5 separate regions of the Mus musculus genome follow, and regions 2, 3, 4 and 5 are each linked to region 1. Evidence: chromatin contacts called from public ChIA-PET, HiChIP or PLAC-seq and promoter capture Hi-C data. All regions are on one chromosome and are shown on one strand. Each heading gives the region's core, a stretch centred on a gene start, on an enhancer-like site or on the middle of the called end of the contact. The rest is flanking DNA. Distances are from core to core; before and after follow the strand shown.

Region 1 (6,291 bases), core at 1,696-4,195:
ACATTGCAGACAAACAGAGCACGTCAGAATGGGACCCACAAGTGTCTTTGGGACAGCACATGGGGACATCAGAATGACGGGAGGAACCTGGGCCGTGCAGCCTCCTGGACCTGAATCTCCAGGGTACACTTCCGGTCATCACTGCACAGTAGGATGAGTGGGAGCAACTGTGTCCAGCTCCCATTAGGACTATATAGAGAAGTAAGACCTAGCTCCAATTTACTGACAACCTAGGGCAACCAAGTTCCGTAGCCAGGCCTCAGTTTCCCCAGCACTGCCTCTATCTGATCCAGTGCAAGTGATGGAGGGGGAGGAGCTGCCTTCTGGGAAGAGGTCACAGCTGGGTCCCTAATTGGGCTCCACGAGGAAAGAGGAAGTGCTACAGCGTCCCCTTGAGAAACCCTCTCTGGTGGCCCAGCTACAGCCTGTACCCCATGTGCCCCACAGCCATTGCCTCACTGCAAGTGAGCAAGAAACCTCCAACTCCTTAACCATGGGCAAGCCTCCCCAGAGGGAGCTCCCTCCCACTCTCCCTCCACCCCAGGTTCCCCACCCAGCCCTACATTTTCTTGCCTCACCCCCCCCCCCACTTCCTCCTCCCCATCCTCCCAGCTGTATCAAGACAAGAGCAAAAAGTCACATGCAAATATCCTGTCCTAGAACCAGCTGCCGATCTGTGGGGCTCCTCTCCACCCTACTCTGCCCTCCTCCTGTAGGCCTCTGGCACTGGGGAAAGGAAGAAATCCAAGTGAGGGTACGCACCCCAAAGATCATCCCACCTAGTGCCAGATGACATACAAGTTAGGCTCTGGGCAGTGGATTCTGAGGCTGAGGGTAACAGTAGAAGAGAATTCAAGCCCAGCTCTCAAATCCAAGTTCCTTACAAGACTAGCGTCTATTAAAAGCCAACTGAGCTGTATCCCAGCACCTGGGAGGCAAAGGTAGATCTCTGAGTTCAAGGCCAGCCTGATCTACATAGCAAGGTCTAAGTAAGCCAAAACTATACATATAGTGAGACCATCTCAAAAACAGAACCTACAAAATAAAGCCAACTGTATGCATATACCACAGGTTTCCCAACTGCTGTGAGGGTCTCTGGTCACTTGGAAAGCTGGCCTCAAGCTGCTAGCTGTTTTGTGCACTGATTCTCACACAAGCAGTCCCTAGGTATAGAAGATTTCGGGGCAATGAGGCTTTCCTTAAAATTTACATGTAAAATAAGGAAACGATAATGTTGAGGGACAGAAAGCAGGTTAAAGGCCATGCAGGTGTGTACAGTGCTGTCACAGCAAGTCCAGGACACAGGACCTCTAGAGGAGGCACTAGTCCTCATTTTGGCCATGATATCCTGGGCCAAGATCCAGTAATGCCGGCTCACCTATGCAAAGGTGCCCACAGGATCTCGCCCAACAAGGCAATACCCTCAGCAGAGCTGAGCCCCAAATTGGCTAGCCCTAGGAAGTGAAGCCTGGCCTTGGCTCTCCTTATCCCTCCTCCCTGGCTGGCTGCATGACGAGGCAGAACAGAATCAGCAGATGCCCCCAGAGGCTGAGAGGAAGGCCCAGCCCCTGAGCTTGATAAGGGACAGGAGATAAGATTGCCTCCCTTGGGCACTAGGGATCCAACCTGCCCATCCCATTTCCAGGTAACACCTCTCTGGGTGTGACATGCACCAAGTAGGCAGAGGACATCAGGGACTGCGGCACACTGGGGACTTGTCTGAGCTACCTATAGACTCTACTGGGTATCTGCCTGACCCTAGGTCAATTACAATCTCTGATCTGAGCTTCAGTTTCACACCTGTAAACTGATATAGAACAGCGAAGCTGAAGGTTCCTTCATCATGGAAACCCAGCAGAAAGTGGAAAGCTGTCACTGTGTCCCTCCCTGGAGTTCCAAAAAGAAAAATCTTGTTGGTGTTTGCCCACCAGCACCCTGGACAGAGTAGGGCACTACAGGTATCTAATGATTATGTCACTCTATGTCGTTTGTCTGGCTCTAGTCATCTAGGACCCATAGAGCCAAATAACATCTGGAGTGAAACCAAGGAAGAGCAACTCCGCACCATATCCATGTGCGCGCACACACTAAGTCGACCAGACTGGCTTTTAGCCCTACAGTCCTTATAGCCCGTTATGCTCGTCTCTCATTTATTTCCCCGGTGCATCTGCCCTAGTAGGTCAAAGGCTTGCTAAATGCCAAAAACGTTACCCATGCACCCGTTTTTAGTGCCCAGAAGCTCCAGGTGAGTGGTGGTTCTGCATGTAATGTGTGTGTCCAGAAGTTTCCCCCTGTCGGTTGGGTTGTCTATACAAAGGCTCGGCTCATTCATTCTCTAATCTTTACCGATTACCAACTTTGTGCCGTTCAGGGCATCTGGGCCTGGGGCACGTGGGGCACCTTCCTGCCTCTCACGTAGAAGAGGCCTCACACGCATTCCTCTGGGGCTCATGTTCCACCTTTTCCCTTCCTTCCCTTTCTTCTTCATCACCCCCAAACCCGACTTGAGGCCCATGGCGCGACCCCCGCCCCTCCTGGGCCCCGGGTTCCGGGGGCAGAAGCGGAGGGCCGGAAGGGCTCATGTCTGCGCTTAAGAGTCCGGGTGCAGACTCCAGGGCACGAGGATAACTGGGGCCCGGACGCCTCATGGAGCTCGGAGGTCGCGCGCCCGCGATCCCCGCGCCCAGGCCTGGCCGCCCGCCTGCCTGGCCTCACCTTCCCGGGCCTTGAGTAGCACCGTGTTCGCTACGATGTTCTCGAGCTCCATGGGCTGCAGCGCCGCCCGGCCCGCCAGGCCGCGCCGCCGGCCGGGACCGCCCACGAGAGCCGGAGCCGATGGCGATCGGCGCGGCTCGGCTCGGCTCGGCTCGGCTCGGCTCGACTGACCGCGCCGCGGCCTCCGGGCCCCACCGGCCTCCGGGCCGCCGCCGCCCGCCGCGTACTCTGCGCCCCTCCCGGTCCACCGGCGCCCGCCCCGCCCCGCCCTCTGTTTACTTGGCTCAGTCAATGGGCGAGCGGACGCTCCCCGCGCCGGACTACTATTGGTCAGCCTCTTTCTCTTGCCCCGCCCACGGAGCCGGGAACTCGCTCCCTGCGGAGAGGGGGAGGGCCCCGTTGCGTCGCCGATTTCTGGTTGGACTGCGGACGGGATTCGGCCCCTAGGTTCGAATTTCTAGGCCTTCGTAGGATGCCGAGCTGCCAATTAGGGCCGAGCCTCTGCCGAGAAATCGGAGGTGGGGCCTCTCGGGAACCACGCCCAGAAGACCCAACATCTGATTGGATTAAAGACGTGTCGACCATCCAGCTTTGCGATCTGATTGGGTGAAAGGATGGGGGCGTGGCTGTGTGTCTGGTGCGCCGACGGGATTTCTAGGGTTTTGTTGGGGACACGCTGTGTCTCCTGCCGGCTATCAGGTAGCTTGGTTAGAATGGGTGTCCTGCCGTCGTCCCTTAGGTCAGCTGCTTCAGAAGGGCGCGCTTCCAAAGCTAGCAGAGGACCGAAGGAAGCTATTGCCTTCCCAGCAGCGCTTGCCTCCAATTCAGCCGCACCCCGCACCCCCGTACCCCGCCCCCGCAGCCGGATGTTGTGATTTCTCCCCTCCCACCCGTCCGGCGCCTTCGGCCTCTGCTGCCTTATAAGGCAGCGCAACCACCCCAAGTCGTTGAGGATGAGTTCACACCCATTGTACAGGTGGGGACCTGAGGCGCTGGATGTTGAGTGGCTGGCTGCACGCGGAGACCGGGAGTGGGGGGACAGGTCCGAATTTTGCATCTCATCAACACAGTGTAGTTCAATCCCCCACTTCCTCATCACCACCCCTTTTCGCACAGCAGGAAACGGAGGCTTGCCCAAACTCGGGAATTAAGGAACAACCGGATTCAACTACATGTTTTTGATCCATATTCATTCATTTTTGAAAAAAAATATATATATACTGCCACTGCTTTTTTTTCCCAGGCACCCAGCCAGGTGCCGGATATAGTGGTAACAGCAAGAAAACCAAACTCTCAGTGCTTACGTGCTAGGCGGGAAGAAAGGTGGTAGCTGTCCTGTAAGTGAGCACATTAATGGGTGGTTTTAGAATGAATGCTACTAAAACAAAGAACTAGAGAGGACGCTTTGTGGTGCCTCGCATGCCCCCCCCCCCCCCGCCCCATGTCATTAAAGGACCAGAGTGGTCACAGGCTATGACTTTTGAGCAAATCAAGAAGCGGCACCACGCCTAAAGTTAAGTTTGGCGAGGACTAAAGCATAAATGTTTCCAGAGTCCTGTGTTCTGAGGTGAGCCAAAAGCAAACCATGGTGACAAAAGGGTGTCAGCTAGACCATGGAAGGTGTTGTGGTTTACAGAGAAGGGTTTGTTTTGTGAAATGTGAAACTCCTGGAAGGGTGACATATTTACCAATGATAGTTCAGACTAGTGGATGATTAAGCACCAAGTGAAGACCGTTGTGTCCAGGTGAGACCTGAGGGCTAGTGAGAATGTGCACCTGTGAAGGCTTGACCTCATGGAGGATGGAAAGAACCTGGATAAAGAACACTTTCAGCATCCTCGAGGATCCTGTAGCTGGCAAGAAGGCTCAGGTGGTAAAGGCGCCAGGGGGCAAGCCTGACCAAATATGAAGACCTGCGTTCGATCCTGGGATTCATCTGGTAGAAGAAGACAGTCAACTGTATTTGTTCTCTAGCTACAAACAGATTAATAAGTTATATAAGTAAACAAGTCTATCTAAACAAGTGCAGAATGAACAAGGGTCAGGAGAAGAGGGGAGGGTGCTCAATATATATAACACCTAAGGGCAGAGCGTCTGTAGAATTTGCAGTGGGCATTGGGGTGGGCTCGGGAACCATGAAGTGAGGAGAGTGTCTTGATGGAGCCTGGATCCAGGATGTCCTTGGACTTCATTTTGAGGGTAATGGGGAGTCATGGAGGCAGATTTTTAAGGAGATGAGTAAATTTGCTTTCCTAGAGGGCTCTGGGCTATGAATGGCAGGCAATCGGTTTTGGTGTCTAGTATCTGAACACTCTTCCATCTGGGAGGAGTCCTAGGAGAAGCAGAGGCAGGTCCTGACTCTAAGAAAATCTGAAGGCACCTAAGAAAGGGCAGTGGTGGCGCACGCCTTTAATCCCAGCGCTTGGGAGGCAGAGGCAGGCAGATTTCTGAGTTTGAGGCCAGCCTGGTCTACAGTGAGTTCCAAGACAGCCAAAGCTACAGAGAGAAACCCTGTCTCGAAAAACCAAAAAAAAAAAAAAAAAAAAAAAAAAAAAGGAAGAAAGGAAGAAAGAAAGAAAAGAAAATTGGAAAAGACAGTGAGTATTGGTCCTGGGTAGCAGACAGTATTACAGTGTTTCCGACCGGGCCTTTTCCAAAGAAAGGACCAACACAAGACAGCTGGGGGTCACTTGAAATTCATTGTGGGAGGGGTAGTGGTGATGCTGGGGTTGGAGGCTGGGGGGCTAGAGGTCAGCGATGTTAAGCCAGCATGGGGAATTCAAACAAGCTCCCTCCCAAGAGCTGTCCAGTCTCTTCCTGGTCTTAAATTACCCAGAATCTGGTTTGGCTGCTTGCAACCAATTATTTGGCTAAGACAGGAAGTGGACCTTTGGGGATGAACCATTAGCAGAATAGTGGTACCCTGTACTGGGGTGACAGCCAGGCCATGTAAACAATGGAGTTGAGGCCATTGTTGAACTGGGATTAACATAGGGTGAAGAGAAGATACCAGTCACAGCTCCCAGGCTTTGGAGACGTTTTTTAAAAAGGAAAACTTAGCACAGTCCAACCCAGTTCTAGCTTCCTGAACCAATAAGCTTCTTTGGGGTACGTACTTTATAGTTGATTCAAAGGCAGCTGAGTCACCCAGCAGAGGTGAGGACTTAGGAAAGCTACGTAGGCTTTCCTAAGTTCTATGTGGGCTAGCTCCCTGCCCAATGTGCATACAACTCAGCCAAGGACTCCCTTTTCTCTGAGAAGTTGTTTCCTGCTCATGTAACATGTGTATCTTGAAGCTGTTTGAGCTTCCTAAGCCTGATAACTCTATTAGTTTCTCTGGTCTTTGAGACATCTCCCCCACTTCCCATCTCCAGGAGGGAACATTTCAATTTGGATGAAATAACCACACAATAATGTCAGAGGTACATTTCCTGGAATCTGGCCTGTAGAAGTCATTGCACTCAGTCCAAAGAAATAAACATCAAGGTTAGTGATTGCAGCATTGTTCAAAACGGTGCACTAATTGAGAAAGTAAAGTTTGGTCCTTTCCTGTAGAGTGATGGGCTTCTCCCTCCT
Region 2 (6,291 bases), core at 1,883-4,382, 420 kb after region 1:
ACTATGTAGAAAGGCCCAGTCTCAAGACAAAGATAAACATTGGGTCACCCAGAAATAGACCCAAGGACTCTGGTAGCGCTTGTCATAAGCACGACTTAAGCTGGACCTTTCACTTCCTGTTCCAGTTCCATATTTTGATAAAACAGCTGAGAAACTGTAACCCCTGGCTGGGCAGTACATGTGGGGGTGATGGCCATTGTGCCCTCCCCAACATCATATTTTACTGCCTGTATGGCTAGTTGGTATCCAATACACTTGCAGCAAGGCTGATGTTTACAGGTCTAAAGCAAATCCTACAGAGAAATTCCATGTTTTATACATGGGAAATCCAGACTCTGGACCAGCCAGATGGCTCAGCAGGTGAAGTACATGCTGTAGAAGCCTAATGACCTAGGTTCAATCCACAAAGTCCTTGGACCTCCACATGTTCACTGTGGCATGTACTCCCCCCCCACACACACACATGCACACATCATGTACACAGTAATAAAAAAACAACAAAACCCACCTAAACTTTAGACTCAGAAAAATGGAAAGCTTCCATAAACCAGTTGGGAAAATGGGTTGAGTTTGAACTTGGGTCTGATACCATGTTGATGACTTTGGAAATTTGAGTTTGGGTTGGGCTACTTGCCTGTGAGGCCTTAGATTGAGTTTAGCCCATGGGAGTTGGAGAGAGGAGAAGGGAGGTTGTGAATTGATGGAAAGTTGGTGGTTGCCATTGGGAAGGTGAGACATTGTCGAGACTCTGGAAGAGTCCTGAGAGCCTGTGCACCAGAAGCAGGCTGCTTTCTTGCTGTTTCAATAGTCTGGGAGCTGTTGAGCTTGAGGGAGAGCTCTTCCATTTAGTAAAAGTTAACTGAGACTTACTCCATATTAGAATCCAGAACCTGCTACCAAGTCTCGTAAGGTGGAAGAAACATGAGAGCCCACAGTTGGGTAGGTAAGGTAAACACAGGTGATTTTAATAAATACAGTAGACTGGTTCCCAGCTGGGATCAGAGCGGGGCCTACTTGTTGTGGGGGTCAGGGTTGGGATATGGGAGTCCCACTGTTGCTAACTGAACTTAGATGAAAGGGGAATGGACAAAAGGGATGGAGAGGCCAGGGATATCAGTAGGTCATTGTAGACACATCAATAGGAACAGAGACTCAATGGAAGCAGGGCAGTGCCTGTGAGAGCCATGAGGCCTATCCAAAGCATAAAGAGTATGGAAGATGATCGGGAAGCTGGCTATGGGCATTGTAGGCTGAGAGGAGCATAGCAGGGAGGACCTGGCCTTCCAGCCCAGCGGTGATATCCTGGTTTTGCTGTTTGGCTCTCCCCATTCTACATTCCTTCTGGGTGGCTGCAGGCTGCACTAGGAGGTGTTGAGGGAGCCTTGTCAGGGTTTGACTCTCCTTTGTTGGTTAGTAGCCATCCTGTGTCCTCTTGACCTTCGCTGGCAAGTGCTGTGCCTCTGTTACAGACAGGACTGGACCAAAATGTTCACAGACGTCAAACCCTGGCCTTGACTTAGAAGCTCTCTGGCACTGTGACAACTACAGCCAGGACAACCCACTTCCTGGTGAAATGAAAACGGGACTTTGAGAATCACGGACAAAGAGTCATGAAATAACTTCCAGGAGCATACCCTCATGCTGACTAGAGTCTGCCGCTGTCGTGAATCATAGCTTGGCTTTCGCTTTCAGTTCCATAATCTCCCCCGACTAAATGGAGTTAAGGCACTGGAGCCTCAGACTAAGCATGGTGCTGTGTTGTAGAGCACGGTCAGTTTGCCTTCCCCTACATCATTCTTGACTTCTCTGTCTCTCAAAGCTTGTATGTCTGCTTGGTATCCAGGAAACTGCAGGTAGGGCTGTATTTGCCGTGTTTATAGGTCAGATCACATCAAAGCTGCTACAGGAGCCACCTCTGCTCGCCTGTGTCCTGTGGAGGCCTTCACTAACTGAATAATAGCATGACTGCTAAATAGCAGTCTTGTGCCCACCAATTTGCCTGAGTTCTAACAGGCACTTAGAAGCTGCTTTTGTTAGGCATTGTGTCTGACTACAGCTTGCTCTGCATGGACATGCTAATTACTCAGGGAGTGCCTGTCTCTCTGACCCATCTCTTCCTTCAAGGCTGAAGGCACAAAGTTAGGTCACGTCCTAAACCTCAGTCATTTTGTATTCTGGGACCAGCAAAGTCTCGCAGGATAGCACTTTCCTCTCAAATGACAAGTGTGGTATCCAGACTGGCCTCCTTTGGATGACAGAAGAGCTTGTCAGACTACCTTGCAGGATAAGAGCTGAGAGTGAGGGGGTGGAAGCACACCTGGATCAATACTGCTAACTTATGTGTATCTCTTGACTCTGCCCCACTCCTTCACTGTTTGAGCATAAAGCTCTTCTAAGTACCCTGCAGAGAGTCCTGGAGGTCACTGGACCCCTTTATCTGTCCCTCTTCCAAACACACACTGCTTTTCATTATTATTCATTTCTTTAGTTGATATATTGGGGGTAGCTGAACACACACACACACACACACACACACACACACACACACACACACATGCTTAGTTCCCCAAGACTGTATTTCAGGAAAACAGTTAAGTGGAAAAGCAGTGTAGTGGCCAGTAGAGTAGCTCCACAGAAGCTTAAGAACTCTATCTTCCACAAGAGAAGACCCCCAGGCAAACCTCTTGCCCCATCTTGCCTTACGGACTCTTTAGACTTCTCGGCCTGGCAGTTACTTCTTCCGCCATGTATCTCAACTACGGGCATTCTCATTAGGTCCTGAGAGCTATACCTGATTCTATCACACACACACACACACACACACACACGCACGCACGACTCTTGACTGCATACATGCTCTCTTCTTTGTGAAAGGACTTCACCAACTTGCCCTGCCCACTCTCCTGCAGTCATGATGGCCCTTCCTCTTAGGCTCCTACATTGCTTCTTACACAGTTCTGCTTACTACATTTTGACACGTTGCCTAGTTCAACCACAAATTTCTAGGCTGGTCTCCGCTTCTTTCCAAGGAACTTGGCACTTGAAAACTTTGTGTATAACACGAACAGCGCTCCTAGCGCTGCTGAGAGAATATTTTGGAGTTCTTAACCTCGTTGGGCCTTCAACTTCCTGTGGTCATCTGGCTTGTTTGTACCATGGCCCTGCCCATTCTGGGCTCCGTTGAGAGCAGATTTGTAGGGAAGTGCCCTTTCCTGAATTAGCAGATTTCGGTTAAGTGGCTACAGAGGAAGGTGGAGCTTGGGGAGCTGACCCAGAGTTTTCACTTTTGAGTTTAGTCCAGTATCACTGTGGTCATATTTGGGAGAAGAGCTGAGCCCCCGAGGAAGGTGATCAACTTCTGAATCTCCCAGGTAAGCACTTCCTCTAATTCCTGCAGGCCTCGTCTCAAGCCCTCGGCTTATCCTATGGCTAATGGAGGTTAGCAAGACTGTGCTATGAGTTCTCACTGGTGACGGTGGTGCCCAGCCTCAGGACCGGTCTCTAGAATACCATTCAAAAGCAGCACTTTGGAACCATGTCTGATTCAGATGAGAAAAGTCAAGAAGCTCTTAATTCAAACATGTGTAGACTTTCGACTTGTTTCTGGTGACAGTGGAATGGAGACATGCCCCTCACTGGAAGAAGAGAGAGGTCCAAATGTATGAACCTAGAGTTTAAATCCTAGGGTTCCTTGCAGGAAACCTCATCGTCTGGCACGTGCGGAGTAAATGTTGAGTGTGCGAGCAGGTAAGTATGTGAATGATTGTGTTAGCTGGGCCTTGAACGAAGATAGTTGCGTCAGTTACCTTATTTTATCCTTTAACAGACTACTGGAATGTATGTTCTCTTCTGACAGATTGGAAACTAAGTGGTGATACACACACACACACACACACACACACACACACACACACATATAATTTAGGGGAGAGTTGTCAGAAACAAATTTCTTGCTTTACCAAATCTACTGCCTCCTTTTGAGACAGGGTCTCACTATGTGGCCCAGGTTGTCCTCAAACTCCTGATACTCCTGCCTCAGTCAACCAAGTGCTATGTTTACAGGCACGAGCACCAGGTCTAAATTTGCCCAACCCTGTCCCGGAATTGAAGTGCAGAGGTGACTCAGACATCACAAGGTTATGAGGCTAGCCCTTCAGAAATGGGGACCAACTTAAGTGAAAACTAAAAAGCAGATGACAGGGAGTCAGCATGTGTGGAGTTCAGAAGCTCAAGGAGTAGCAAGAGGAAGCTTGGGGTGAGGGCAAATGAGGATCCTGCAGTAGTACCACAGAGTTTGGCTCCATCTGTGGGAGGAGCCATGACAGCGTGAGCCGGGCTAGATTCAACCTGCGGAAGCAGAAATATCAGGAGACTCCTGGAATAGTCAGTAGTTGTGGGGACAAGAAAGAGAGGACAGGCATTAAAGTTCTTTCTCAGAGCCCCAGCTAGGGGCTAAGTGACTGTTCCCTTCTAAGCAAAACTCTTGATGCTTCTGGCCAAGTTGAGGGCAGATTTGTGGAAGGCTAGTGGAGAAAGGAATCTGCCTTTGTTGTGTTCAAGGGACCGCTACACTGCCATGGTGTGATCTAACAGACTGCTAGGATTGGCATTTGGATTAGGTCAGTGCCTGACTTGGAAGCTCCGACACACGAGTTTTAATGGTGAAATGGACTGAGTGTAGAGGAAGGCAGAAAGTTGTCCTTGGAGGCTTGGAAACCGTCCTATGTATTTAAAGGCAGAGGAGAAGAGTTACTTACTGATGAAGACCCAGGAAGACTGGGTCATGATAGACTGTCTGCAGGGGCCAAGGAAAGAAAGAATGCAGGAGCAGAGGGTCTCCAGAGGCTTAGGACTGGGCGGGAGGGGAAACATCGTCACACACACTTCTCAAAAACACCTGCCTCCTGGTGGATTGCTAAGGATTCTTTACTGGTCAGAAGTTTTTGGTTCTGTTTACAACTCCATTCTTCGTTCCTTCTGGAAGGAAAGAAGTTGTGAGTTTGAGTTATTGCCTCTTGGAGCCTGTAGACTAACCAGTCTTGAATCCAGTTAACCCTTCTCTCCTATAGGTAGTCAATACCCATTGTGGAAACATGGCCACCATTGGGCCTTCTGGCCTGCATCCTGGAGAAAGAGCCTCAGTCTGCCCACACGAGGGCGTGCCAAGGCCCTCAGGTAGCTTAGAACTGGTAAGCAGAGCACTGGGTACCAATTCTGTGTTTGTTTAAGGCTATCCAGGATAGAATGAGTAGAGATGTGGGTTGCTGGGCTCACACCCTTGTGGCCTCTTTCCAGTCTTCTAAGCTATTAATCTCCATTGTGATGTCTCTTCTCTTTGAGACTCCAAAAAACTGCAAGGTGTGGATTGGTTTGGGGGCAGGGCTTAGAGGTGTAAAGTGACCTGAGTTTCAGATGTAAGAGTTTGCACTGAAGATTGTCACCTGTAAATGTGCCTCTCTTGTCAGCTTGCCACACAGATGCTGGACCAGCCCTACAAGGGCTGATGTATCGAGAATGGACCCTCTCCATTTTCTTCAAAAATAAAATAAGCTTATACTTTCACTATCAATTACACTTTTACAGACTTATCCACCACAAAACGGAAGGGGGGGGGGAGGAAGAGACGACGATAGAACTGAAACGTTCAGAAATGAGCTTTATAACCCATTTCACAATTTATGTGTTCTGGTTGCATTCCACCCTCCCTTGTCATCTAATGCTACCATTTTGTTGCCTGCCTTCTAAATGTTAACATTATATTCACACACGCACATTCGTGTGCACTAGTACATCTACACACACACCGGCACACACACGTGTACATTATAGGCCGGGAGCTATGTCCTTGAGTCCCTTTCTCTCCTATTTCTCCGGTCTCTCTGGGACAGTGTCCTCACATGGTCACTGCAGTCAGGCACCAGAGATAACTGCCGTGCTGAATTGTTCTCAGGTCTCAGGGGTCCTACCCAGCACAGGCTTAATAGCTGAGTTTCCCTAGAAGTGCCTCTCTCTCTCTCTCTCTCTCTCTCTGTTTGTGTGTGTTCTTTTAGTGGTTTGAGGACTGAATGCCAGTCAAGTGTTTGCCACTCCACTACATCAGCAGCCTCCCCCTTCATCTTGACTAAGATTTAGAAGTCTTTACCTACCACATCCTGGAGCAGAAGATGCTTATGTAAACCATTTCATAACTCTTGGTTCTCCATTTCCTTGTCAGAAAAGCAAAGGAAAATAACTTATTTGAGTGCTCTTCTTGAATTAAAAAAAAACAAAAAAACAAAAAAACAAACCTGG
Region 3 (6,291 bases), core at 1,805-4,304, 350 kb after region 1:
AGGCCTCTTATCCAAAGAACTGAAGAAGGAGGCGCCATGACTAAGAATGACATACAGAAAGAAGCATTGATTTTGGCTTACAGTTCCAGAGCGAGAGTTCATAGTGGGAAGGAGGCACGGCAGCAGGTGGTCCCCCAGATCAGACATCACTTAGATGTCACAACCCACAACAGCTTGCAGAAGCAGAGTGAGAACTGGTGTGGGGCAAGCTCTAAACTCTCAAAGCCCACCAGAGTGCTGTACTTCCTGTAGAGAGACTCTACCCACTAAAGTTTCCACTACTTCTCCCAACAGCAAAACCAGCTAGAGAGGCCAGGCATGGTGTCGCTCGCCTTTAATCCCAGCACTTGGGAGGCAGAGGCAGGTGGATTTCTGAGTTCGAGGCCAGCCGGATCTATAGAGTGAGTACCAGGTCAGCCAGGGCTATACAAAGAAATCCTGTCTCAAAAAACCAAATAAATAAATAAATAAACACACCAAACAAAACAGTTAGGAACCAAGTGTGAGCCTGTGGGAGAGAGAGATTTCTGGGCACAGATTGATTTGCAAAAAAAAAAAAAAAAAAAAAAAAAAGATAAACTTTACTTGAAGCCAAGCAATAATACATTTTACAGAAGATACATGGTTATAATTGACAGTAGATCACATGAGTGAGGGCACTCAAGGACCCAGAATGCACTCTGGGGTCTGTCTTTCTTGGGTCTTGAGGACAGGCTGATTACTCCGGGCTGTAGTTGGTGGTTGTCTGTTGTGATTGGTAGATTAGGCCCTGCATTGACAGGTATCTGCATCTAGTTTGCACACACAACTATGCATAAGTTAATAGAGGATTCTCGTGGAGAGTTCTGTAGATAGTTTGTTCTGCCTCACATCATCCAAAATGTGGGAAGCCACATGTGCCGTTGCTGAGTGGCACTGACTACTGATGGCCACCATGCATAAGATTGGACAAACAACCAATGTGTACATATGCAGTAAAGTTTTTTGCAAAAACACTGCCTGGCCCAGGCATGATAATGAGGTATGATAATGAGGTTCTGTAAGGTACTGAGAGTATAACCAATCAGATGTGAGACATGCAAATGAGGTATGATAATGAGGTTCTGTAAGGTACTGAGAGTATAACCAATCAGATGTGAGACATGCAAATGAGGTATGATAATGAGGTTCTGTAAGGTACTGAGAGTATAACCAATCAGATGTGAGACATGCAAATGAGGTATGATAATGAGGTTCTGTAAGGTACTGAGAGAGAGTAGCCAATCAGATGAGGAACATGCAAATAAGGCTTAGTGCATAACCAATCCGGGTGTGAGACACGCCCCTCCTAGGCCTATAAAAGCAGCACCAGTTCTGGGCTCGAGGTCTTTTCGCCTCTACAATCAAGCTCTCCCAATAAATGTGTGCAGAAGGCAGCATTGGTTCTTCGCAAGACAAAAACCAGTTCAGACCAGATCGGCCTTTCTGTTCTTCATATCTGAATAAATCGGTCACACACTTAAAATAGAGACTGCTCAGAGATGGGAGTGTGCACAGCCTGATGCTGGCTCGGGTGGAGGATTTGAGATTGCAGGGTGTGTTGGAGAGGAACCCGTGTCAAGTACATACAGATAAAGGAGCGGAGCTGCCAAGTGGAATGCAGCCCCGCTTGGCTTATTACTTGGGCAGCTCGGGCCAGAGTCAAAGTTGTGGCATGTGTCGTTAGTCCTGGTTTTTGACCCCTAGCTGAGGTCCTGTTTATTCCACTTTCTATTTGTCTCCTCCTCCCATTGCTTTATCATTACCACGATGTATCCATCTATCATCTGGTCCATTAACCTATGCTTTTAGGAGTACTGTTTCCCACAAACTATGAACTACTTTTTGTAAGCTTATGAAAAGCATATGAGAGTGTTCACATTTGTTGGCTTGCTATAATTTCAGTGAGACTACCCACCACCGTCACCACCACCATCCCCTTTTTGGGAGAGGTGGGGAAACGGACCTACCAATGCCTTCTGAGTTCTGAGATAAAAGTCCTGGCTTCAGTAAGATTTTTTTTTAAGATTTATTTTTATGTATATGAGTACACTGTAGCTGTCTTCAGAAGAGGGCATCAGATCTCATTACAGATGGTTACCATGTGGTTGCTGGGAACTGAACTCAGGATCTCTGGAAGAGCAGTCAGTACTCTTAACCACTGAGCCATCTCTCCAGCCCCTTCAGTAAGATTTTTTTGTTTGTTTGTTTTGTTTTGTTTTTTGTTTTTTTGTTTTTTTTTGAGACAGGGTTTCTCTGTATAGCCCTGGCTGTCCTGGAACTCACTTTGTAGACCAGGCTGGCCTCGAACTCAGAAATCTGCCTGCCTCTGCCTCCTGAGTGCTGAGATTAAAGGCGTGCGCCACCACGCCCAGCTTAGTAAGATTTTTTTAGGCGCTATCAAACCTTGAGTTTTATTTGTTAAATTTTATTGTAGGAATATTTCATATTTTATTCACCTTTGACATTTCTGCTGTTGCCTTTTTTTTTTTTTCCTCCTCAAGGAAATGGACTTTCTGGAGCATATATTTCAAGGAAATATATGTTGTAGAAATTTCAGTATTATTATTATTATTTTAGTTTTTTTTTTTTTTTTTACTTTTTATTGGTTCTTTGTGGATTTCACATCATGCACTCCATCCCACTCATCTCCCCCTACAATCATACCCGCCCTCCACTCTTGTAATCTCTCCTTAGCAGAGAGCAAGATTCAGTATTTTTGTGTTTTAGGATGCTTAAATTCCGCTAAGACGATCAGACATTAATTAACATTATACCATCTGAGAGTTTCTAACTAGTCATGTGAACATTTAATTTGAACGTAATTTTGGATTCATGCAAATAAATTAACCAGAGGAAGCTTGATGCAGCAGAGCTTATTTCGAAGGGTGTCTAGGGACCCTATTGGCTTTCTTTGGTTTCCCCTAAACCCCTCTCTTAACAGCACTCAGGGACCCAGGAACTGTGTGAGCATACAGCGGCCCACAGGGCTCCGCGCCTGCGCGCCCCGCCCCTCGCCCCGCCCCTCCCCGCCCCTGCCGCCTCGCGCCGCCGCGCGGGCTCTCCTCTTTCTAAAGAGTTGCGGCCGCTCGCGACCCCCAGCGTTCAGGAGGCGCTGGGCGGCGCTGCCAGATCCGCGGTGAGTACGCGTCGCCTCTGCACTCCGCGGCCGTCGGGGCCGCCTGCTTCTCGCTGTCTGCCGGGCGGCTGCCGCTGCTCCCGAGGCGCGCCTCGCAGCGACTAGGCCTCTCGGCCGGGCGGAAGCCGATGCCGGCCGGGTCGCTCTCGCAGCTGCCGGGCAGCCCGGGCGCTCGCGCCCCCCGGGGTTCCCCTCCCTCTGCGGGCGGCGGTCGTCGTCCGGAGCGCCCTCTCTTGCTATCCGAGCTTCCTGGTAGCCTGGTCGCCCGCCCGGCTAACGGACCGTCCGAGGACCGCCTAGGCCCGCTGCCTGCCCCACGTTACTTTGCTTGTCTTGTGGTAGTTGGCTTCATTAGTTCTTCGGCCGCCCGAGACACCGCTACCACCCGGGTCTCTCTGTGTAGCTCTGGTTGGCTTTGAACTCACAGGGTACCCAAGATGGCTTCTATAGAACTCGCCAACCTCCTGCCTCAGTCTCCCGAGAAATATTTTCCCCTGGAAATCTATCATTTACCACTTAACGTAGCCAGTCGAGCCTAGTGCGTTTCTCTCGTGGCTGATGACAGGCGGTGTGTCAGAAACCTGTGAGACCAGAGCGTTGGTCCTCTCAGAGATGGAGTTGGGTGTGAATCTGGACCACTTCGCTCCAGGCTTCTTGCATGTAGTCATCATATGATGTACGGGCAACGCTGCGGAAAAAGTGAGCCCAATGGTTAGGGTGTTGTTGGGTTTGTAGCACAGTCAAAGAAAGTCTACTTGTGGAGCCAGACGCATGAGTGTCATTTCCCGGCATAGCCACTTGCCAACTCCTTTTTTACTAAAGTTCCTAATGTGTTAGGGCGCGTTAGGGTTCTTGAGAGAAACAACCTCAGTATTGGGTGTGAGAAACCTACAAGTTTGTCTATTGATTCAGGCAGTGATAACTTATTGCTCCGGGTGCGTTTGAAATCTTTTATTTTTGCACACTTGTGGGCACACTGGGTGTGAACACACACACGGGCACACACACACACCACCCTCCACCACTACACCGATGTTAGTGGGAATCTTCTTAAATGTCTCTCCATCTTAATTGGGGCAGGGTCTCTTGGAGTTGGTTGGTATGTCTGGCTGGCTTCCTCGGGGATCCCCCTACTCACTATCCACCTGCTGGAATTTACCCACTGAATAATCTCCCCTGAATTCTGTTGCTATATGTGTATGTATGTGTGTGTGTAAGAGAGAGAGAGAGAGAGAGAGAGAGAGAGAGAGAGAGAGAGAGAGAGAGAGATTTTATAGGTATGCATTTACTTTACTCAGTTACAGAAACAAATCACTTTTAATTGTAATCAATTGATAAAGGAGTTTATTCTATCAAGCTTTCTCACTTCTTCTTTTGTGCTGGAGATCAACTCCAAGAGCCTTGTGCATTTATAAGTTTTATTTTATGTTTTTGAGACAAAGTCTCACTATATAGTTCTGCCTGGCCTGAAAATTGCTATGTAGACCATGCTGGCTCAAACTTACAGGGATCCTCCTGCTTCTGCCTCCCAAGTGGTGGAATTCAAGGCTCTATTATTGTTATTATTATTATTATTATTATTATTACTACTACTACTACTACTACTACTATTATTACTGGTTTTTCGAGACAGGGTTTCTCTGTGTAGCCCTGGCTGTCCTGGAACTCACTCTGTAGACTAGGCTGGCCTCAAACTCAGAAATCCGCCTGCCTCTGCCTCCCAAGTGCTGGGATTAAAGGCATGTGTCACCACTGTCCAGCTGGCTATGTTTTTTTAATAAAATAAAGATAAATTTTATTTTAAATTTTAAAATAAAAAATAATTTAAAAAATTGTTAGAACCTGCACTCCTGTGTACATGTATACACAGACACACTTAAAAATATTAAAAAGCTGGGCAGTGGTGGCGCACACCTTTGGGAGGCAGAGGCAGGTGGATTTCTGAGTTCGAGGCCAGCTGGTCTACAAAGTGAGTTCCAGGACAGCCTGGGCTATACAGAGAAACCCTGTCTCGAAAAACAAAACAAAACAAAAAAAATGGGCTGGAGAGATTGCTCAGCAGTTAAGAGCATTGACTAATCTTCTGGAGGTCCTGAGTTCAAATCCCAGCAACCACAGGGTAGCTCACAACCATCCGCAGTGAGATCTGGCGCCCTCTTCTGGTGTGTCTGAAGACAGCTACAGTGTACTTACATACAATAAATAAATTTTAAAAATTAATAATAATAAAAAATAAAGTTAAAGAAGATGTCAACTATAAGTATCATAAATTACAGATTTTAGAAAAATTACTTGTATTGAAGATATAGCTGCTATTGGCATACTGTTTTTTAGTAATACAACAGGAATAGGAAATGTGTAAGTTAGAAGCCACTTCATATAGGGTATTTTCCTAGGGGTATTTTTCCTAGGGTCCTAATTAACTTCTCCAGGTTTCTCCTATGCTAATTCCTACTTTGATGTCATATGCTCGTCTAGCTTTAAAGGTTACTTCTTTGTTTTTGATGTTGTGGTGGTGCTGAATCAAACCTAGAACCTTGCACATGCAGGGTGGCTAGCTACTGAGCTCCATCTCTAGCCCTTCACCGTGTTTTATTACCCCTACCCCATATCTGCCTTCAGGTCATATCCTCCTGTGTCTTGTCCTTCTGTAGCTTACTTACTTATTTATTCATGTAGCTGCTAAGGATGGAAACCAAAGCCTTGTACATGATAATAACATGCTCTACTACTGAGCTATACCCCAGTCGTTTTAATAAAACATTTAATAATTTAAATATCTACTTTATGCTACTGATTCATTCAGTAAATATTTCTGTGCGTATACCATGTGTTAAGTAGAGATTCTTGTTAGAGGTGCTATAAAGGTAATGGAGTCAGGCATGGTTGTGCATACCTTTAATCACCACTCTTGGAAGGCAGAGGCAGGCTCTGTGAGTTCAAGGCCAGTGGGTTCTACATAGTGAGTTCTAGGCCAGCTAGAGCTGTGCAGAGATATTGGAGTTAGGTTTTTGGATTAGCAGGTAAAAATGGCAGTGTTTTACTTGTTTGGTTAGTAACTTTCCTGAACTTGTTTCCTCATAAAAACGACATGCTTTTCAGATTTCTTAGAATGACTTGGAATAGTCACTGAT
Region 4 (5,000 bases), core at 951-3,450, 290 kb after region 1:
CGTCTAACGGGACCTCACTCGTTAGCGTCACCAACACTTCCATGCCCAGTTTGGGACGCTTCCAGCGGTGTGTGCTGTCACGAGGCGCAGTCCAAATCAAGGACATTCTTCCTCGTTCCGAGCCGGACAAGCATCCTGAGGACACTTCTGGTGGTTTGTTCCCTCACAGCTTCATCTTAGACAGCGTAGGAGCTTGTTTGGCTTTGTTTATTGTTTTTCAGAGTTGTGGGTTGAACCCAGGACCTCCTTGCATGCTAAGCAAAGCCTCTGCCATTGAGCTTCCTGTCTAGCTGGCTCTGTAATTGGCACAGGTTTTACATGTCTGGTAGCGACAAATTCAAATCCTGATTCCTGCCAAGACCTACCTACCTTTGTCCCTTTCTGAATTGTTATCATCATAGGGTTGCTTCAGGGACAAAAAGGGACCATATATGGAGGGATGGCACACACAGGGCATCGGTGAGACATTCTCCCAGTCCCCATACTGAGTGTGCACCGGCACCGTTTGTCTGACATGACTCAGTCTCTGCTTCTGATATGGAGTTTAAGTCTGATACACAGACTTGTCCACATGCTGTAGTGGAGCATCTGTTTCACAAAAGGAAGACTCAGACCTAAGCCTTAACTTGACCAGGGAACCAGTGGAGTCCCAGGGACGCACAGGCTGTTACCTAGTCCTGGATAACAGCCAGGTGTCACCAGCATCTTTGGATCAGTGTTCTTTTTCTTTGGGGCCCTGCTCTTGTGAGTGTGCGCGCCATCTTTGCACAGGGGCCATGCTAATCTCCGTATCAGGCCAATGTTAGTGAGTGACAGTTGAAGAAAACAGCATGATTCTTAGAAGATGCATTCCATACTTTACCAAACTGGGAACCCTGCCGAGGGTTTTTCTCAGCCCACTGCTGAGGAAGACTCAGGCCTAATCAGTCTACTGACCTCAATGTCTCTCAGCTCCCCTGCCCCACAGAGACTAGGTCATGGTCATTTCTCGCTTGGTATCTTGGCAAACCTTGGTTCTTCACTGCCCACTAGTTTTTTTGTTTTGATTTTGTTTTTTCTCCCTGTCACCCAGATTACAAGCCCCTAAGGGTTAACTGCAGGACCCTCCTGTTTCTTTTTCTATTATTTTGAGACAAGTTCTCACTAAAGTTGACCAGGAAGACTGGCATTGAAACTCACTCTGCAAACCAAGCAGGTCTACAAATGGTGAGGCTCCTGCCTCAGCCTGGCTAGTACTACCCATCAAGGCCCATGTGCTGGGCCCAGCTTTTCTACGCTTCATTTTAAATGCCAGTGTCAACCTTGTAACTCCCACAGTCTGTCCCTTCAGTAAATTCTAAACGCCGACATGTTTGCTCCCTTGCCTGTACCTCCGTGTTCCTCTATTGCCTTAAAACCTTGATCTGTCCCCTACCCCCTAGTTTGCTCGGCCCATCTGCAAAAGACTCCTACCACACCCTGCAAAGCAGAGAGGGCCATGCTTCATCTCCAGCTTGGGTTGGGGCGGACAGGTCCGGGGAGGTTTTATTCCCACTCACAGGTTACCCTGAACTCACAACCACAGAATTCTTAGTCTGGTCACCAAGGCTGGCCCCTTAGGATCGCTAGCACTTGGGACTGTCATCAGAGAGCGCTAAGTTGTTCACCCTCCTGCACTCACGCGATGAGGTACTCTGTGCAAGCGACTGCGAGCATTACTTTTTTTTTTTTTGCCAGGGGCGACAGTGCTCTTACTTTAATGCCCCCACCCCGTCGCTCTTGGAGGGAGGTGCACGTCAGCGGTCCCCGTGCGGAGTTGCATAGACAGCTGGCCCATCGCCCCCGCCCCGGTGGGCAATAAGTAACCAGAGCGGTGACCAGGGTGCTCTTTGAACGGAGGGGGACAAAAGGCCCTGTGTGCGCTGCGGGTTACTGATTTACCGCCCCCTCCACCCAACCACTCCCGCCGCGCGGGCGCCAAGGTCCCCGGGACAGAGGGGGCAGCTCGGGAGCTCCACGGCCGCTGTCCCCACGGCGGCCGGGAGTACGGTGTGTGGCCCAACTGGCCCAGAGCTAGAGGGCTCCGCTCCCGGCGCAGGGGCCCGGCTCACCTGGCTCCTCCGCCGCCCGGCTCCCGCGCGCGCGGGTCACGATCCCGGCAGGGCTGGCACACTCACCCGCCCGGAGCTCCTCCGCCCCGGGCCGAAGAGCCAGGAATGTCCCTGCAACTGCAGCGTGGCGGGGGGCTGCCCCCTCCTGCCCCGCCCACCTCGGACTCCGCCCCTCCTGGACCACTTCTGATCTGAGAGGCGTGGTCCGAGACCCGGCAAATGTCAGCCCGGTACCCTAGTGCGGGAGCTCCCCGTTGGGACTGGATCGCCCAGTCTCAGTCGTTCCGGGGCCCCACGTCCAACCTGCAAGGTCTAACTTGCTACCTTGCTCTATCCTTTGCTCTTCCTCAATTTGGCACTCACCAGGCTCTCTGGTTTTCCGTGAAATCACAGAACATCAGAGAGACCTGACCTCTCCTTGGCCTGAGCGACCTTCAGAGGATATTTAAAATATATCTCGGTCGGTCGGGGTGGCGGCGGCGCACTGGGGAGGCAGAGGCAGGTGGGTTTCTGAGTTCGAGGCCAGCCTGGTCTACAGAGTGAGTTCTAGAACAGCCAGAGCTATACAGAGAAACACAGTCTCGGAAAAGAGGGGGGGGGGAGGGAGGGAGAGAGAGAGAGAGAGAAAGAGAGAGAGGAAAAAACTTTAAACTTTAATTTGTAAAAAGTTGTGCTTTTATTTTTAAAAGTTTAAATTTTCACTCTAAAAAGTTTTTTTGTTGTTTCTTTTTGTTTGTTTGGGGTTTTTGTTTTTGTTTTTGTTTTTTCAAGACAGGGTTTCTCTGTATAGCCCTGGCTGTCCTGGAACTCACTTTGTAGACCAGGCTGGCCTTAAACTCAGAAGTTTGCCTGCCTCTGCTTCCCAAGTGCTGGGATTAAAGGCGTGTGCCACCACTGCCCCGCCCTGACTGCTCTTCCAGAGGTCCTGAGTTCAATTCCCAGCAACCACATGGTGGCTCACAACCATCTGTAATGGGATCCGATGCCTTCTTCTGCTGTGTCTGAGAGCAGCTACAGTGGACTCACATACATAAAATAAATAATGCTTTAAAAGAATACTTCCTCTGGTTTTTACATAGATAGTGTTGTGATGACATGGTGGTCTGGTCCACATGTACAGACCTCCTCCTCCTGTGTTGCTCCCCATCCTATCCCTGGGTCTTTGCTCACCCATCCCCTGTTCCTAGTCTAACCTGCTCTCTATTGGTCTGGCACTTTGGTCTCCGTTCAAGGCCCCAGGACATCCCTGGGGATTTGCCAAGTCCCCTTTGTTAGGATGGAGAAAAGAATGAGCCCTGAATCTCAGTACTGTCTATCAGCCTTGTCTCTGTCTTTGTTTGCTCCTCAGCAAATCAGTAAATGATAGTAGGCTGCTGAAGAGACTTGCTGGAAGGAGAATTCACATGTTCATATCTGACCTGTGAGCACTAACAGCCATTCTTTCTTCTTCGCACTTGGCAGGCTGTAACTGCATAGTTGTTATTCATGTAATCAGCTGGGGACCGACCACTAAGCTCCCGGAAGCCAGGAACTGAGTCAGTGGACTTCACTTTTGTATCTCAAGTGCCTGGCACACAGCAGGTGCCTCCAGAGAGCTCCACCCCCACCTGGCTCAGGTGTATCTCATCTACCAGCACTTCTGTCAATCGAATGGACTGTAGCTTAGCTATGAAGTCAGCCAGGCCAAATTTCACCTGAAGTCCCAAGATGTTTGCCTCTATGAAGCGTTTTGGAAAAAAAAAAAGCTCAACTCAGGCCATCTGCAGAGCTCCTAGCTATCACTCAGGGATGAGAGCCTGCCTGGGAAGCAGCAGCTTCCTTTCCTTCAAAAAAAAAAAAAAAATCAGTGGGGCATGGTGGCACACGCCTTTAATCCCAGCACTCGGGAGGCAGAGTCAGGCAGATTTCTGAGTTCGAGGCCAGCCTGGTTTACAAAGTGAGTTCCAGGACAGCCAGGGCTATACAGAGAAACCCTGTCGAAAAACCAAAAAAAAAAAAAAAAAATCTATTGTGTGCATGAGTGTGCTTGCGTGTGTTACCATGAACCATCAGTGTGGACTCTTGGAAGAAACAGCATGCTCTAAACCAATTCTCCCTTCCTCTATTCATATCTTGACTTTTAACCTTATTTACACTTTAATTTCATTATTCTGTGTGCACGTATGGCTGTGTGCACGTACTGCATGCAGTGATGGTTTGGAAACCCGAAGATCTTGGATCCACTGGAACTAGAGTTATGGATGGTTGTGAGTCACCATATGGGTGCCAAACACATGCATGCACACACACACACACACACATGCGTGCATGTATACACTCAGGGTCCGGGGAGAGAAAAAAAAAGTCTAGCATGATCCACGTGATCCACCAGTCAACAGTCTAGCCCCTCAAAAGTGTCCAGGAGGAAGGAGGTGTCTAGCTGGAGGACCTGCTTTGCAGAGAGCTCACCTCAGAATGCCAGGACCTCTCTTCTCCCGGTCCTCCACGGACTCCACTTATTAAATTCAGTTCTTGGGGTCCTTGATGAGCTGACAACAGGAGCTAGACCCTACAACACAGATTTCATTCCAATCCTGAGGTGTATCCTGAGCCCTTGCTAATTAACTAAGAACTTCCTGTAACCCCACTGTCTTCCAAGGTTCCCAAGGCCCTCAGACTGTCACCCCCCCACCCCCGTTCCAAACATATACTCTCTAAATCTCTTGACTGAACGGTTTCACACTCTCACAGGATCTTTCAGTCAGTCAGTCAGTCAGTCAGTCAGTCAGTAAATTGACTGGCAAGTATTTTATTGAAGGTTTATTATGTGACTGTGCCCCGTTCTGTGGGACCTGGTTCACTTCTAGGTCACTCAGCTTCCTGTGTTCCCTCTTGTCCAGTGCTGGGAGGTGTGAGCCGCCACACCCTGAC
Region 5 (6,291 bases), core at 1,145-3,644, 270 kb before region 1:
TAATTTGTATCCATTTGATACCTGCCTTGCTCTCCACATTGGAAGGCAGGCCCTCCACTTTGTCTAACCCTCCTATGCATACTGGGGCCCAGCAGTCCAATGCACAGAATTCATGGAAAGACTCAGTGAACTGAGCGTGGTAGATCACTCCTAAAATCCCAGTTACAGGGAACCTGTGGTAGGGGGATTTCTGTGACTTCAAACTAGAATGAGCTACATTGTGACACATGCCCCCAAGAAAGTAACAAAATAGCAATCCACTGACAGACTCCCTAGTAAAGATGACTACAGGATCTTGGAACTCAAGGGCAGTTGTTCACTCTCATTCCTAGGTCCCTGGGCAGCACCCCTAAAACCAGATGCTAGTCCCTCAATAGTAGCTGGGGGTGTGAGGGAGGGGGAAGCCTTGTATTTTCAGCCACTCTGAGGAGGAACCAGCTGTGAAGGTTCCTTTATGCCCAGGCTATAGCCTAACCACGTGACCAATACCCTAGTCAGTCTGTGGTATCTTCAGGGTCTGTACGAATGTGTGAAGGAATAGTGCATTTTGCAAGGAGTTCACAATGACTACTAACTCTGGGAAATCTGAGTATTTAGTGAGGAACTATTAATGTATGCACTGAATGTAGAGAAACTAAAAACCTAATATTGTTCTGTTTCTTTTGTCTGCTACAGGCTTTGAACTCCCCAGCCTTCTGCCTCCACCTACGCTGGGGTAAGATCACAGGCCTGTGCCACCACATCTGGTGGCAGCTGCTGAACCCGTCTAGAACCTTCAGACAGCTAGCACAGGCCAAAGGGAGCAGTTTCCCAGCCTTGCTGCTTTCTGGTCAGGAACACCACAGGCCTGTAATAAACACTGATGGAGGGTGCCGAGACTTATTACAACACTCTGACCCCATTCTCTGCTTGTTCCAGTGCCTTCTTTTTGAGAAAGAAGTCTAGAGAGCCAACTATTCCATATATCATCTTTTTTTTTTTTTTTTTTTTTTTTTTGGTTTTTCGAGACAGGGTTTCTCTGTACAGCCCCGGCTGTCCTGGAACTCACTTTGTAGACCAGGCTGGCCTCGAACTCAGAAATCCGACTGCCTCTGCCTCCCAAATGCTGGGATTAAAGGTGTGCACCACCACTGCCCCACTTACATCTTCATTTTAAAGGCTAGTGATTAAATAGATTGAAAATTTCAATTTTTGGCTGTGAGATCTGACAGACACTGGCTTCCATCTCAGGCCCTCATCTATGGCTGCATAATATTGAAAGAGGATTTAGGTCCTGAGTCTCAGTTCCAGGTTGGGCATCCCTAAATGGAAACAGCCCTAGGCAGGCAGGAGGATTGGGGGGAGGGGGGGTCGGTCTGAGCTGTCTCAAAACAAAGGACAATAGCAACAAAAAATGTTTGATGTAAATCAGGCAGTGGTGGAATTTAATCCCAGCACTCGGGAGGCAGAGACAAGCAGATCTCTTGATCTCTGGCCTACAGAGTAATTTCTAGGACAGCCAGGTTCCAGAGAGAAACATTGTCTCAAAAAAATACTAACTAATCAACTAAAAATAAATAAATGAATCCAAAAGAAAAGAAAGAAAGAAATGGTCTTTTAATAGGAGTGGATAAAAGAGCCATGAACTAAGAAGGCCTCTCTCTGCTCCCCACTCTAGCACAGAGTGGCTCCTTTACCCACTTAAAGGGGTCCCCACATAAACACGGGCCCCAGGAATCTGATGTTGGTTTTTGGTGTTTTCTTCAGACAGATCCCAACTAATCTAGAGTGGCCACTTTCAAACAGTGGCCCAGCAAGAGCGAACTCCAGCGTGAACTTTGAAGTCGGAGAGACCTCAGGCTCTGATATTACTACTAAGTGCGAACAGGCAAATAGCTTATTCCCTCCGAGCCTCCTCGTCTCCAGCCTGTGAAATGAAGGTATTAACGGAAGCAGTCTCCCGCGGCGGCTGGAAGGACTGGAGGAGATCTGAGCTCTGGGATTCTAATCAGGACACAACAAAAGTCAGGTGTCTGCGTTTGACGGCTGATCATAAAGTGCGCATCGCAGAGGGTATCGGGCCAGGCCCGCCGAGGGGCCTGGGCAGGCTCGGCCTCCGCCGCCCAGCACCCCCACCGCCACGCACCGTCCCGCACCGCCCGCGGGTGGCAGCGCGTCGCCCCACGCAGCCGCCTTCGCCGGACCCCGATCCGCACTCACCCTCCAGGCCGTGGGCCGGAAGGCCCAGCACCCACAGCAGGACTTGCCACCAGCAGAGGAGTTGCATGGCGCGCGACAGGGAGCCGCGGCGACAGCCACCGCGGTGGAAGAAAATCGGCGCACCGGCAACCGGAGTCGCACCCCCCGCCCCAGGGAGACTACGGGGAGGAGAGCCCAGAGCGCAGGCGTGGCCGCGGGCCGCCATCTTGACTCCTGGCCGACGCTGCAGACGCCATCTTGGAGTCGGGCGGTCGGCCTCTAGCCAGGCCTGTGCGACCTGTACTGGAAGCCGCTTTTGGGGAACAAGTATCAAAGTAGGATTCGAGCAGCCATCAATAGCCATTCCCATGAGAACTCCTCGCTGCTTGCGACACGTACTGAACCTGTGTGCGGAGTTAATACCTTTCATTTCAAGAGACAAAAAGGCCAAGAAACTTGTGCACAATGGAGGAGGGACAGAACCTTGGGAAATCACAGATAGTCTGATGTATTACTTCAGCATGTTGCACTAGCTTGTGTTGCCAGACAGAGGATAGATCCAGTTAAATTTGAACTTCGCGGGCTGGTGAGATGGCTCAGTGGGTAAGAGCACCCGACTGCTCTTCCGAAGGTCCGAAGACTGAAGTTTTAAAAAAAAAAAAAAAATTTGAACTTCGCATAACTGCTGTATGTGTGTATGTAACTGTCTATCCTATAATTTGCTACTTCTGGCAAATTGGTTGGTTGGTTTTAACACTGGGACTCCTAAGATAATGACACTTAGGGGGGCTGGAGAGATGGCTCAGCAGTTAAGAGCAATGACTGCTCTTCAAGAGGTCCTGAATTCAAATCCCAGCAACCACATGGTGGCTCACAACCATCCATAATGAGATCTGATGCCCTCTTCTGGCAGGAGAATTACTGTGGGTTCCAAGCCAGTCTGGGCTACATCATGAATTCCAGAACTGGCCTGGGCTTCAGAATGAGACCTTGTCTCAAAAATGAGAGGTGGGAAAAGGAAGGAGAAAAGAGTGGAGGGGAAGGGAGTTGAAGAGATGAGAGCAGAAAGGGGGAGGGGAGAGGGGAAGATAACTTTGAGATTAAGAGTACATACTGCTCTCGAAGAAGGCCAAGGGTTATGAACCAAAGGTCTTGGCAATCTGAGTCAAGACGCTGTAATACTTAGTAACTTAGTAGCTGGGTACTAGTCCACTGTCACTCAAACTCCAAAGCATGTGCCTCTAACCTGAGTACTTAAGTCCTGTAAGTGTCTGGCATTTAAAGCTCAGAGCCTGAGCCTGGAGGAGTGACTCACTCATTAAGAACACAGGACCAGGGTTTGATCTCCAGCACCCACATGGCAGCTCACAGCCTTCTTCACCTCCAGCTCCTAGGATCCAGTACTGCCTCCATCAGTACCATACTGTGCACACATATATACAAGCAAGCAAAGCACCCAGAAACATAAAATGTAAATAATTTTTATTTAAATAAAAAATTTTAATAAAAGTTTAATTTTTACTACAATCTTGACAAAATGGGAAATTACGGTCATCTGAGGAGGGAACCTCAACTGAGAAAATGCCTCCATATGGTGGGGCTGTAGGAAACCTACAGAGCATTTTCCTAATTAGTGACTGATGTGGGAGGGTCAGCCCATTGTAGGTGGGGCCACCCAGGCATGTTGATTCTGGGTTCTATAAGAAAACAGGCTGAGCAAACCATAAAGAGCAAGCTAGTGGGCTGGAGAGATGGCTCAGCGGTTAGGAACACTAACTGCTCTTCCGAAGGCCGAGTTCAAACCCCAGCAACCACATGGTGGCTCACAACCATCTGTAATGAGATCTGGTGCCCTCTTCTGGAGTGTCTAAAGATGTCTACTTACATATAATAAGTAAGTCTTTTTTTAAAAAAGTAAATAAATCTTAATCTCAGCACTCTGGAGGCAGAGGCAGGAGGATCTCAGGGTTACAGGCCCAACCTGGTCTATATACAGGGTCCAGACCATCTAGGGAGAGATAGTGAAATTGTCTCAAAAATAAAGAGTAACTGGGCGGTGGTGGCGCACGCCTTTAATCCCAGCACTTGGGAGGCAGAGGCAGAGGCAGGCAGATTTCTGAGTTCGGCCTGGTCTACAAAGTGAGCTCTGGGACAGCCAGGGCTACACAGAGAAACCCTGTCTCGAAAAACCAAATAATAATAATAATAATAATAATAATAATAATAATAATAATAATAAAATAAAGAGTAAGGCTCCCTGTCACTACCAGCCTGTGCCAGCTCTCTTGAGAAACAAGGGGCATCTCGCTAAGCTCTTCGCAAATGCATGATTCATAGGATTTGTTTCTAGTTACGGTGTTTTCAGGTTTATTTTTTAAATGGATTTATGTGGGTTTGCATGTACTTAAATGCACCACAGGCATGTAGATGCCTGAGGGAAGCCAGATGACACTGGATCTTCTAAAACTGAAGCCATAGGCAGCTGTGAGCTACTTGCTGTGGGTGCCAGGAACGGAACCCAGGACTGTTGCAGGATTTTTCCCTGCCTAATCACATTAGGGCAGCAGAAGGCCTGTGGTTGGACAAGGAAAAGGGAGGCAGCACTAAGAGTTGCAGAGACACAGAGTCTGGGGGAGGAAAGAGGGAGGAGAATGGAGGACATAAACCAGCCATGGCTTTACCCAGCCACAGGTAGTTATGATATCATAAGATCAGAATAACTGGGATAAAGCTTTTATCATTATCAATTGGTTCTAAATTATTGTATTGGCTTCTTATAAATTAAGGATTTACTGATACACAAATCTGACTGGTTAATTATAAGCTTCAAGAGTTTTGCCTTACTTGGTTACTGGAATGTGGGACCACCGATAGTGGGAAGGGAACTAATGGTTCAGCCAGATGTTGCAGGAGGGGGGGGGTAGCTGGAGAGAGTTGCTGGTGGCTGGAGCACAGGAGCATGGTCCAGCCCAGCCGGGGAGTTGGGGGATTGAGAGAAGGAGCACGGAGAGTTGGCGTGTTAATTTTTAATATTTCCTGCAACATAGGACAGCTGCAGTAATAGTAGTAGTACATGCTCTGAAAGCCCTTGTTTGCTTTTTTTTTTTAAGATTTATTTATTTATTATATGTAAGTACACTGTAGCTGCCTTCAGACACACCAGAAGAGGGAGTCAGATCTCGTTACGGATGGTTGCTGGGATTTGAACTCAGGACCTTCTGAAGAGCAGTCAGGTGCTCTTACCTGCTGAGCCATCTCGCCAGCCCCTTTGTTTGCTTTTTAAAGACAATTTCTCTGTGTGTAGCCAGCAGGCTTTGAATTCTTGATCTCCTGCCTTGGCTTCCCAAGTGCTATGACTGTGAGTGTGACCACCATACCCAGCAGAAAGAGAAACAGCGTGGGTGCAGAAATGTGAAGTGACTACCTTCTGGTTTTGTAGTTGTTGTTGTTAGTTTTTTTGGTTTTTGGTTTGTTTGGTTTGGGGTTGTTTGTTTGTTTGTTTGTTTGTTTGTTTGTTTTGAGACAAGGTTTCTCTGTGTAGCCCTGGCTGTCCTGGAACTCACTCTGTAGTCCAGGCTGGCCTTGAACTCAGAAATCCACCTGCCTCTGCCACCCAAGTGCTGGGATTAAAGGTGTGCACCACCACTGCCCAGCTTACCTTCTGTTTTATAACCAAGTCATTTCATTTTGCAATGAAAGATATTTAAATATATCCTGAATTTGTTTAATAAATGTTGGGGAATATATTCAGTAATTTTATCATCTTTGTGCTGTTTTTATAATACTGACTCAATGTATTCGTTTCAGGTTCTACTTTTGCTTATGTGTATCTATGTGTGCCTTTGTAAATTTACCTGTACTAGATGTATGCAGTTGACTGTGGAGGCCAAAGGGCATAAGATTCCCCTGGAACTGGAGTCACAGGCAGCTGTGAGCCTCTTGATGTTGCCCTCACAGTTACAACAAAGATCCCAATGAGGTCCTTCAGTAATTTATAATTTACCCAAGATGTTTACCATACAAGACTACACGGTGAGTTCCAGGCTGGCCAGCACTAGGGTTACATAAGACGACTTTGTCTCTAAGGAAGATATTTACTCCAATTTGACACAC

Evidence for each region. Promoter capture Hi-C pulls out the DNA fragments that hold promoters and counts their contacts. ChIA-PET counts read pairs in DNA pulled down with a chosen protein or histone mark. HiChIP or PLAC-seq counts read pairs in DNA pulled down with a chosen protein or histone mark.
Region 2: an RNA polymerase II ChIA-PET map of memory CD8 T cells shows a contact between it and region 1, with 6 read pairs. The contact joins the promoter of Hk3 here to the promoter of Grk6 in region 1. A contact is called at or near these places in 1 of 39 promoter capture datasets (embryonic stem cells) and 1 of 115 datasets of contacts at active chromatin or transcription factors (memory CD8 T cells).
Region 3: a contact with region 1 is called in a promoter capture Hi-C map of erythroid cells, with 2.2 times the contacts expected there. The contact joins the promoter of Uimc1 here to the promoter of Grk6 in region 1. A contact is called at or near these places in 7 of 39 promoter capture datasets (the C10 cell line, erythroid cells, fetal liver and 3 more), 2 of 484 Hi-C or Micro-C datasets (the G1E-ER4 cell line and cardiomyocytes), 2 of 115 datasets of contacts at active chromatin or transcription factors (memory CD8 T cells and pancreatic cancer cells) and 1 of 9 other capture datasets (liver).
Region 4: a FOXA1 HiChIP or PLAC-seq map of pancreatic cancer cells shows a contact between it and region 1. The contact joins the promoter of Fgfr4 here to the promoter of Grk6 in region 1. A contact is called at or near these places in 1 of 39 promoter capture datasets (neural stem cells), 1 of 115 datasets of contacts at active chromatin or transcription factors (pancreatic cancer cells) and 1 of 9 other capture datasets (liver).
Region 5: a contact with region 1 is called in an H3K4me3 HiChIP or PLAC-seq map of embryonic stem cells, with 15 read pairs. The contact joins the promoter of Txndc15 here to the promoter of Grk6 in region 1. A contact is called at or near these places in 7 of 39 promoter capture datasets (the HPC-7 cell line, cranial neural crest, embryonic stem cells and 4 more), 2 of 115 datasets of contacts at active chromatin or transcription factors (both in embryonic stem cells) and 2 of 9 other capture datasets (liver and pancreatic islet).

The regions. Positions count from the first base shown.
Region 1 is chr13:55,441,985-55,448,275 of GRCm38.p6, reverse strand. It overlaps Grk6 (G protein-coupled receptor kinase 6), which reads right to left and starts at 2,945. Exons shown (of 16, transcript NM_001112711.2): 1 at 2,716-2,945. The coding sequence starts at 2,767.
Region 2 is chr13:55,018,226-55,024,516 of GRCm38.p6, reverse strand. It overlaps Hk3 (hexokinase 3), which reads left to right and starts at 3,132. Exons shown (of 19, transcript NM_001033245.4): 1 at 3,132-3,371; 2 at 5,070-5,189. The coding sequence starts at 5,094.
Region 3 is chr13:55,097,063-55,103,353 of GRCm38.p6, reverse strand. Uimc1 (ubiquitin interaction motif containing 1) reads left to right here and starts at 3,054. Exons shown (of 15, transcript NM_011307.3): 1 at 3,054-3,157.
Region 4 is chr13:55,150,018-55,155,017 of GRCm38.p6, reverse strand. It overlaps Fgfr4 (fibroblast growth factor receptor 4), which reads right to left and starts at 2,200. Exons shown (of 18, transcript NM_008011.2): 1 at 2,091-2,200.
Region 5 is chr13:55,710,753-55,717,043 of GRCm38.p6, reverse strand. It overlaps Txndc15 (thioredoxin domain containing 15), which reads right to left and starts at 2,394. Exons shown (of 5, transcript NM_175150.3): 1 at 2,200-2,394. The coding sequence starts at 2,266.